2 separate regions of the Oryctolagus cuniculus genome follow, and region 2 is linked to region 1. The links are chromatin contacts, called in public Micro-C maps. All regions are on one chromosome and are shown on one strand. The core of a region is the stretch at or near the end of the contact, and the rest is flanking DNA. Distances in the headings are between cores, read along the strand shown. Region 1 holds the start of POLR2A (RNA polymerase II subunit A). Region 2 holds the start of TP53 (tumor protein p53).

Region 1 (3,704 bases), core at 567-3,066:
CTTCCTGTTTGGTTTGGTGGGGCTGCTGGGCTCCGTGCCGGGCCTCTTTGTGCTGCAGACCCCCGTGCTGCCCAGTGACCCTCTGAGCTGGAGCTGTGTCGGGGCAGTGGGGATCCTCGCCTTGGTCTCCTTTGTGTGTGTGAGCTACGCGGTCACCAAGGCCCACCCTGCCCTGGTGTGTGCGGTCCTGCACTCTGAGGTGGTGGTGGCCCTGATGTTGCAGTACTACGTGCTCTATGAGACCGTGGCACCCTCCGACATCATGGGGGCAGGGGTCGTGTTGGGTAGCATTGCCATCATCACCGCCCAGAACCTCAGCTGTGAGAGGGAAGGGCAGGTAGAGGGGTGTGATTGAACTGGAGAGTCGGGGGTTGGGGGGGCAGGGGTAAATAGGACAGACTGGAATACAAACGTGGGACAGCAAGTGACAGGAGGAGAACTGGTGTGGGGCAGGGACACCCCTCGGAGCCCAGGGCGGCCTGGGGACTTGGTAGAGAGAGCGACCACCTGGAAGACCCACAGCAGCAAGCCAGGGTGTCTAGGCTGGGTCCCAGCAATCAGTATAGCTACGGGGTAGGGTCTGAGGAGCCTGTCCCACGAGGCTGAGGCAAGGGGCTGTGGGCCATGGGGAGGATTCCCTCGGTAGCAGAGAGAGGAGCACTGAGGGTGGAGGGCGCAGTGTGCTCAGGCAGATGGAACAAGCAGCTGCGCTGGGGGAGGGGAGCGTGCTTTTCCTCCTCCCTGGGCGACAAGAAAGATGATTTCCTCTCCTTGTGGTTGTGCCCCCACCACTTGGGGTGATGACGTGACACTGACATCAAACAAGGATCACGCTGAACGCGGCTGTGCAGCCGGTGTCATCTTGGCTTTGGAGGGAGAGTGGAAATCCTCCACGGCTCTCAGTGGAGTCTCTCCGGGGATGTTCTCACCCCCACCCTCCCCTCCGGTTATTGCGGAACTGTTCTAGAAGGTGGAGGACTTCCCAATGCTCAGATTCCTTGATTTCCCCCCCCCCCCCCGCTCCCCGGCCCCCGCCACGGACAACACAACCGACCCCCAATTCCCCAGGACTTTCGTGTGCCGCCCCGTGGCTAATCTGCTTTTCCCGGATTGTCCCGGTCTCGTGATCTCTGCTGGACAGTGAGTGGCCACTCCTTCCGGAGCAAGCCTCTTGAAGCGGCTCAGGCCGGGAATCTGGGACTAAGGCTCGGTACAGCCCTTCTCCCCCGCACCCTCTTCCCGGTTAGAGGCCAGGAGATACCCCACTCGTCCCAGGAGGCTACTTCCGGAGGCGCAACTGGCCTCGCCATCTTGGTCTATTCATGCATATTCACAGCGAAACTGCATATTCAAGAGCGAGGACAGCCCCAGCACCGCCCCTCCCTCCGGAACCCGCTCAGGAGGAGCCGGCCGGCCCCGCCTCCATCACGGATTCGCAGAACACACCATTTCCCAGCTGGGGGAGGGGGGCGGGCGTCAAGGAGAGTCTTTTGCTGAAGACGAAACCATACTCCAAGCTGAAATAAAAGCGGCCTGATTTTACCCTCGATCCTTCACACCTTCAACCTTAATGCCAGAGCGGGCAGCGAAGCGAGGCGGCGCGCTTTTACGAAAAAAAAAATATATATATATCCCCCCTTCCCCGTCACTTCAAAAGGTCGCCAGATCGGGGAGCCGCGGAGGAGGCTCAACGGCGGGAGCGCGCGCGTCCCGTGCGGCCCGTCGCGGGCGGCCCCGTAGCGCAAGGGAGGGCGGGAAAGGAAGGGGCGGGGACTCAGGGGCGAAGCTATAAAGGCCGTCATTCGGCCGGTTCGCTTCTCAGAAGCGCCGAGAGCGCGGCCGGGGCGGTTGAGAAGAAGGCGGCTCCCGGAAGGGGGAGAGACAAACTGCCGTGCCCTCCGCCGTTCAGGAGCCCGGTTACTTATTTATTCGTTAACCTTTTTCTTCTTCCTCCTCCCCGAAACCTTTTCCTTTTCCCCTCTTTTTATTTTTTCCTTTTTGGGAGCCGAAAAAAATCTCCGGAAAGGGGGAGAAGGGCTCTTTTCGCTCCTTTTTTCACTTCCCCGCCTCTTTCCCTCCCCCACCTCTCCCTCCTCCGGCTTTTTCCTCCCAACTCGGGGAGGTCCTTCCCGGCGGCCGCCCCGACGGGGTCTGAGCGCCTAGGCGGAGGCGGCGCAGGCTTTTTGTAGCGAGGTTTGCGCCTGCGCAGCGCGCCCGCCGCGGCCATGCACGGGGGTGGCCCACCCTCCGGGGACAGCGCATGCCCGCTGCGCACCATCAAGAGAGTGCAGTTCGGAGTCCTCAGTCCGGATGAGCTGGTAAGCTGCTCGGTCCTCCCTCGCCGGCGGGCGGGGCTGGAAGGTGGCTGCGGAAACTTGGCGTTCTCCCTGCCCGCGGGGAAGCCGAGTTACCGGCGCCAAGGCTGGCGGTGTGCGGGCCAGCCTCGGGACCCCCGCACCCCCGGCAACTCCCTAACAGAGCTACATTTTGCAAGGATTTGAGCAAGTGTAGGGCTGTGTCGGAGTCGGGGTGACTGGCTCCACACCGCGGAGTTAACCCTGGTTCAGCGAGATCAGACACATCCGAGGGGATCTGTGCTAGTTTGCGTGGCAAAGCCAAGCCCCAGGTTTCCCTCTCCCCCCTCCATAAATACTGATTGAGCTCCTGGCTCGTGGTAGGACAGACGCTGGGGAGACGGCGTTGGACTGGCCAGTCTCCTGGGGGAAAGGGCAGTTGAGCATTGTGAATAAAGGAGTGAATGAGATAATTTGGAGTGCTTTGAATAAAAGCGAAACGGGATAATGCTATGGAGAGTCCCTGAGGCTGGGCGACTTTAATTGGGGTGGTGTCAGGGTCTGGGAAGAAGGTGACATGACCCGATTGAGAAGCAGCCATTTCAACTCGGATTCTGAGGCAAGAAGACACAGCAAGTGCAAAAGGCCTGAGAGAGGAATGGATTGACCGTGTCCCAGGCTCACAGGCCAGTATGGGTGGGCTTCAGTGGGTGAGGAGAGGATATTACGGAAATGGGCTGGAGAAGTGTGGGATATCACGGTTAAGAACTCAAGGTATAATCCTATTTTCAGTGGAAGCCGGTGGACAGTTAGAAGCAGGAGAGTGACTTCAAGTTTACATTTAAAAACATGCTGCTGTGGTTGCTCTGTCAAGAACCGATTGGGGGAGGGGGGAAGAGTAGGGTTAGTCCCAGGGGAGAGCGGTTGGGACTTGGACACCTTCCTTAGCGGAGCTCACAGGAGGGAGCCAGTTGGCCGGGGAGAGTGTAGTTTAATGGCTGTGTGTGGACGGATTTGATTTTGGTAGGGGACAGCTCAGCTGTGTCCTGAGTCGGAACGTCCTGACCTCACACCATACCACAGAACAAATTCCAGATGGAGTTTACAAAAGCCCTAAGTCACGGGTGCAAAAATACAGAAGGCTGTGGGAGGGCTGATACCAGGGGCAGCAGTCCTTAATGGTAGTAAAATTACCTGTACATCTTACGGAGTTTCTAAAATGAGCTAAGCATTATGCAAGAGCAGGGCAGATTTCCTACATAAAAATAAGAGCCATTTCTTTTATCAGAAACCAGGAACAGAACTAACTAAAGAAAACATCAGCAAACAGTATTTGTAGTGCGGTAGGCACGGTTAGACTTCTTAATGCATATACAAAGGAACATTTAGAAATTAGGAAAATACACGTCT
Region 2 (3,704 bases), core at 564-3,063, 180 kb after region 1:
GGCCCAGCCTGGGCTGTTGCCGACATTTGCAGAGTGAACCAGCAGATGGAAGAGCTCCCTTGCAAATAAATGAAATTCTCCAACAAGCCAAAAAAAAAAAAAAAAAAAAAAGGACCGAAACAGAACAAGCACGGATGACCAGGGAGAAGCTGCGTCTTTGGTCTGTATCTAGGTGGTTAGAGAAACCGCCGCTTTGAGAATAGCTTCAAAAAGCTGTCTTTCCGCGCACAAAAGTTTATATTTACCCACATTAGTGCACTGCAAAGGCAAATCAAGTGGATATTCCGTCTTTTGTGCCCTGAAAAGATCTTTTCACATTCAAACGATGGCGGGGGTCTGACAGCCCGCCCCGCGGAGCCCACCAGGGCCGGTTCCCGGGGAGACGCCATCCGCCGCCTCCCGCAAGGCCATTTCCACCTTGCCTTGCCTATCTCCCGTTCATCTCACAGGCTGAAATTACGCCAGGCGCCGAGGGGAAGAGAAGCACTTAAGCTTCCGCGAAGGACAGTTTAGAAAAGCGACAGGCACATCGGGCCACGGTGCCCAGGGCCTGGGACACACCGGGGCACCGCCACGCCCCGCGCGGTGCAGCAGCAGGGCACACGGACCCCGCCGGCCCCGCCGCCGCCCGCGGGCAGGACCCCGCCGGCCCGCCCCTTCCGCTTTTACGACGTCCGGACTGCGTTTGGAATTGGTATGGCTTAGCCCAAAACCGGATACTAGAGAAGCTGTTTCCCCTACACAGACGAATGGCCTGTCATTGCACACTTCCAGAATTCGATTCCCCAGCGGACCCATTTCCGAAAATACTTGGTTTTGCCATCTGTAACGTGTTCGCCTCCCCCCCCGTCCCACAGAATGGTAGCGTCCACCTAGGCTGCGAGGGGGGCAGGGTGGAGCGCACCATTCAGAGGCGGGGGGAGGGACGGAGGTGTGCATCAAAACAAATCCTCCCTTCTTAGCAAAAGCAGGAGCCAAGTCATCCAGAGGGCAGAAAAGGTGGGAAATGATAGACACCTCTCCCGCAAGGAACAGAAATCAGCCTGAAAGACACTAGTTTCTCTCTCCCCCCACCCCCCGCATAGGGGGAACCGTGAGCCGCTCCGCAAAAAAGAAACCGGAAATGCTCCTGCAAGTGGCAGAAATGTAAATGTGGAGCCAAACAATAACAGGGCTGCCGAGCCTCTCAGGCCGGGACGGTCTCCCCGGCTGCCTTGAGCAAACCCTCTGCTCGGCGCGTCCCACGGCCGCCCGGCTTTGATCGGAGTTTCTCCATCCGGCGGAGCCGGCGGCCGGCTGCGATGACCACTTCGGGGAGACAAAGGTCCGGAAGTCCCGAGACCCGAGCGCTCTCTTCGGAACGGAGCCCGAGGTTTCCCTCCGCTGCCCTGGACCTTACCATCTCGGGCCTAGAGGTCCGAGTCTCGCGATGTGGAAACCTCAGCCCCCAAGGCTTAGTGCATGTTATTTCGGGGGCGAAGTAAACCTGGGGCTGGCTCAGGTCCCCCCGAAAGCCCCACTCCCCTGCCCAGCGTTCGCACCCAGGCCTCCCGACGCGGCACTCCTCTGTTCCTCCCGCCAGCCGGCCTCTCGCTCCCACCGAGCCCCCGTCCACCCCCACTGCCCCACCCCCAGCTGCGCCCCTAGATGAAAATGCAAGGTGCCCAGAGCCAAATCCCTTAGAGGGGACGCATCAGTCCCAGTCAAGGCCTTACCCAGTCCTCAGGAGAGCGTGTCACGGCCCCGGGCGGCACGCTCCGGCCACGGACGCCAGGTGCCCCCGCAGCCCAGCGGCTACCTGCTTCCCGGACGGTGGCCCCGGACTTTTGAGGCGCTCAAAACTTTTAGCGCCAGTCCGAGCACATGGGAGGGGAAAACCCCAATCCCATCAGCCCCCGCGAGGCTCCTGGACGGTCGCCATGACAAGTAAGGGCAAGTCATTCGCCTGCCGGCGTGAGGCGAAGGAAATGGAGGGTGTGTGTGTGGAGAGAGTCAGGGTTCTTGCAGCCTCGGTGCTGTAGCGGCTAACATTTTGTCGCGGCGAAGTTCTGCAGGCCAGGGCTGTGAGGGCAGAATTGGCGGAAACCATTTTGAATATAAAGGGTGGAAGGAAGAAAGCTCTTGTCTTCGCCGCTTCCCTCTTGTCCGCAACACTGCCCTGATAGCTAGTTTCTTCTCATCAGCTCAACCGTAACCTTCTAGAAGGGCTTTCCTTAACGTCCCAGTCTAACGCGTCCCCCAAGTACTTCATATCACACCATCTTGTTTAGTTTCCCTCACAACCGTTCTCACTATCTGCAGATCTAGTCACCCTTTCCCACACAGCAATGCAACCTTCTGAGGACAGAGAACCTGTCTATTGTCATCGTTGTGTTCCCCAGTGGCTCGTGCAGTGCAGGGTGGCAAGAGCTTGATAATACATATTTACTGAATGAATGGAGAGAGACAGAGGGCTGAGGAATTGGCGAATGGGATGCAGAAGAGGTGTAAAAGCTGCAAGGTCAGGCGCCCTCTGCAGGCTGAGGCGGGTAGGCGCTTTGAGAATTGTCGTGGGAGACGGTAGGGGGCGCTCTGGTACTTCTCGCCAAGGCGGACGCGTTCAGACTACAACTCCCAGCAGCCACGAGGAGCCGTAGGGCTTTATGGGAATTGTAAGTCTTAAACCTGTAAGGCCCCCGCCTCGCCCCGACGTGGTTCGCCCGCGAAATCCGCTCCGGGGTGCGGAGGTCCAATCGGGACGAAGGTGGGCCCAAGTCCCGCGAGAGCCAGTGGCGTGTAGCTACCACGGTGCTGAGAGACGCCGGCTCTCAGTGCTGTTCTCGCCTCCCGCTCCCGGAGGAGGCAGGAAGGCGCGGGTGGGCTCCTCCAGGTCTGCGTCGCGGTTCCCGGGAGCTTCGGAGCCGTCCTGGCCGCCCGGCCGAGGCCAATGCCTGCCGCACTGCTTCTGCAGTATGAAGGCGTCGGAGGCTCAGCCCTCAGCTCCGGGGGACCAGGCCCCCGCTGCAGCCGGTCAGTCTCCGCGGGCTTCCTCGGTGGATAAAACTCCGGATCCCGAACCGATGCCGCCGGCGCCCGAAGGCAGCGATCGGCCCCGGGCGTCCCCGGGTGCGGTGCCTGGCTCAGGGTTCCCCCAGGAGCTGGGCGCAGGAGACCCAGATTCTCTGTCCGCTCTGCAAGCCGAGTTCGATACCGAGCTGGGTCCGCCGGTGCAGGAGCAAGAACTTGGCGAAGAGGCGAGCCTCGCTGCAGAAGCCGCGGACGGGGCGGCCGCGGAAGGCCTGTCGGAGGAGGGAGACACGTAAGTGGTGGCGGCGGCTGGCCGTGGCCTCCGAGGCGAGTGCAGGTGTGAGCAGGACCTTGACCGCCGGCCCCCAGGCCCGTCTGCCCGTGGCTCAGCGCCCCAGGTTTGTTGTTCCTCCGTCTTCCTTCCAGCCTTTGGAACTACAGCTTCTCCCAGCTGCCCCGATTTCTCAGCGGCTCCTGGTCGGAGTTCTGCGCCCAACCCGAGAACTTTCTGAAAGGCTGTAAGTGGTGAGTAAGGGTAGCGGGGCCAGAGGTTTGCACCTTAAAGCAGCGTGGGAGAGGGGTGAGGCGCCCTTTTTAGGACCTAGGCCTTTGTGTCTTGCACCCCCAGAGGTCAGCTTAGCCCTAGCGCTCGGCTTGGGCCGCTTGGCTCTGGCCAGGATTCTAACCCTTTCCTATTT

The links. A called contact is a pair of places that touch in the nucleus more often than the background predicts.
Region 2: a Micro-C map of ear pinna shows a contact between it and region 1, with 1.9 times the contacts expected there. The contact joins the promoter of TP53 here to the promoter of POLR2A in region 1. A contact is called at or near these places in 2 of 6 Hi-C or Micro-C datasets (ear pinna and an unstated tissue).

The regions. Positions count from the first base shown.
Region 1 is chr17:52,049,613-52,053,316 of mOryCun1.1, forward strand. It overlaps POLR2A (RNA polymerase II subunit A), which reads left to right and starts at 1,817. Exons shown (of 29, transcript XM_051825245.2): 1 at 1,817-2,318. The coding sequence starts at 2,226. It overlaps SLC35G6 (solute carrier family 35 member G6), which reads left to right. Exons shown (of 2, transcript XM_008270780.4): 2 at 1-472. The coding sequence ends at 355.
Region 2 is chr17:52,226,047-52,229,750 of mOryCun1.1, forward strand. It overlaps TP53 (tumor protein p53), which reads right to left and starts at 1,814. Exons shown (of 11, transcript NM_001082404.1): 1 at 1,716-1,814. WRAP53 (WD repeat containing antisense to TP53) reads left to right here and starts at 2,084. Exons shown (of 11, transcript XM_070061338.1): 1 at 2,084-3,298; 2 at 3,433-3,531.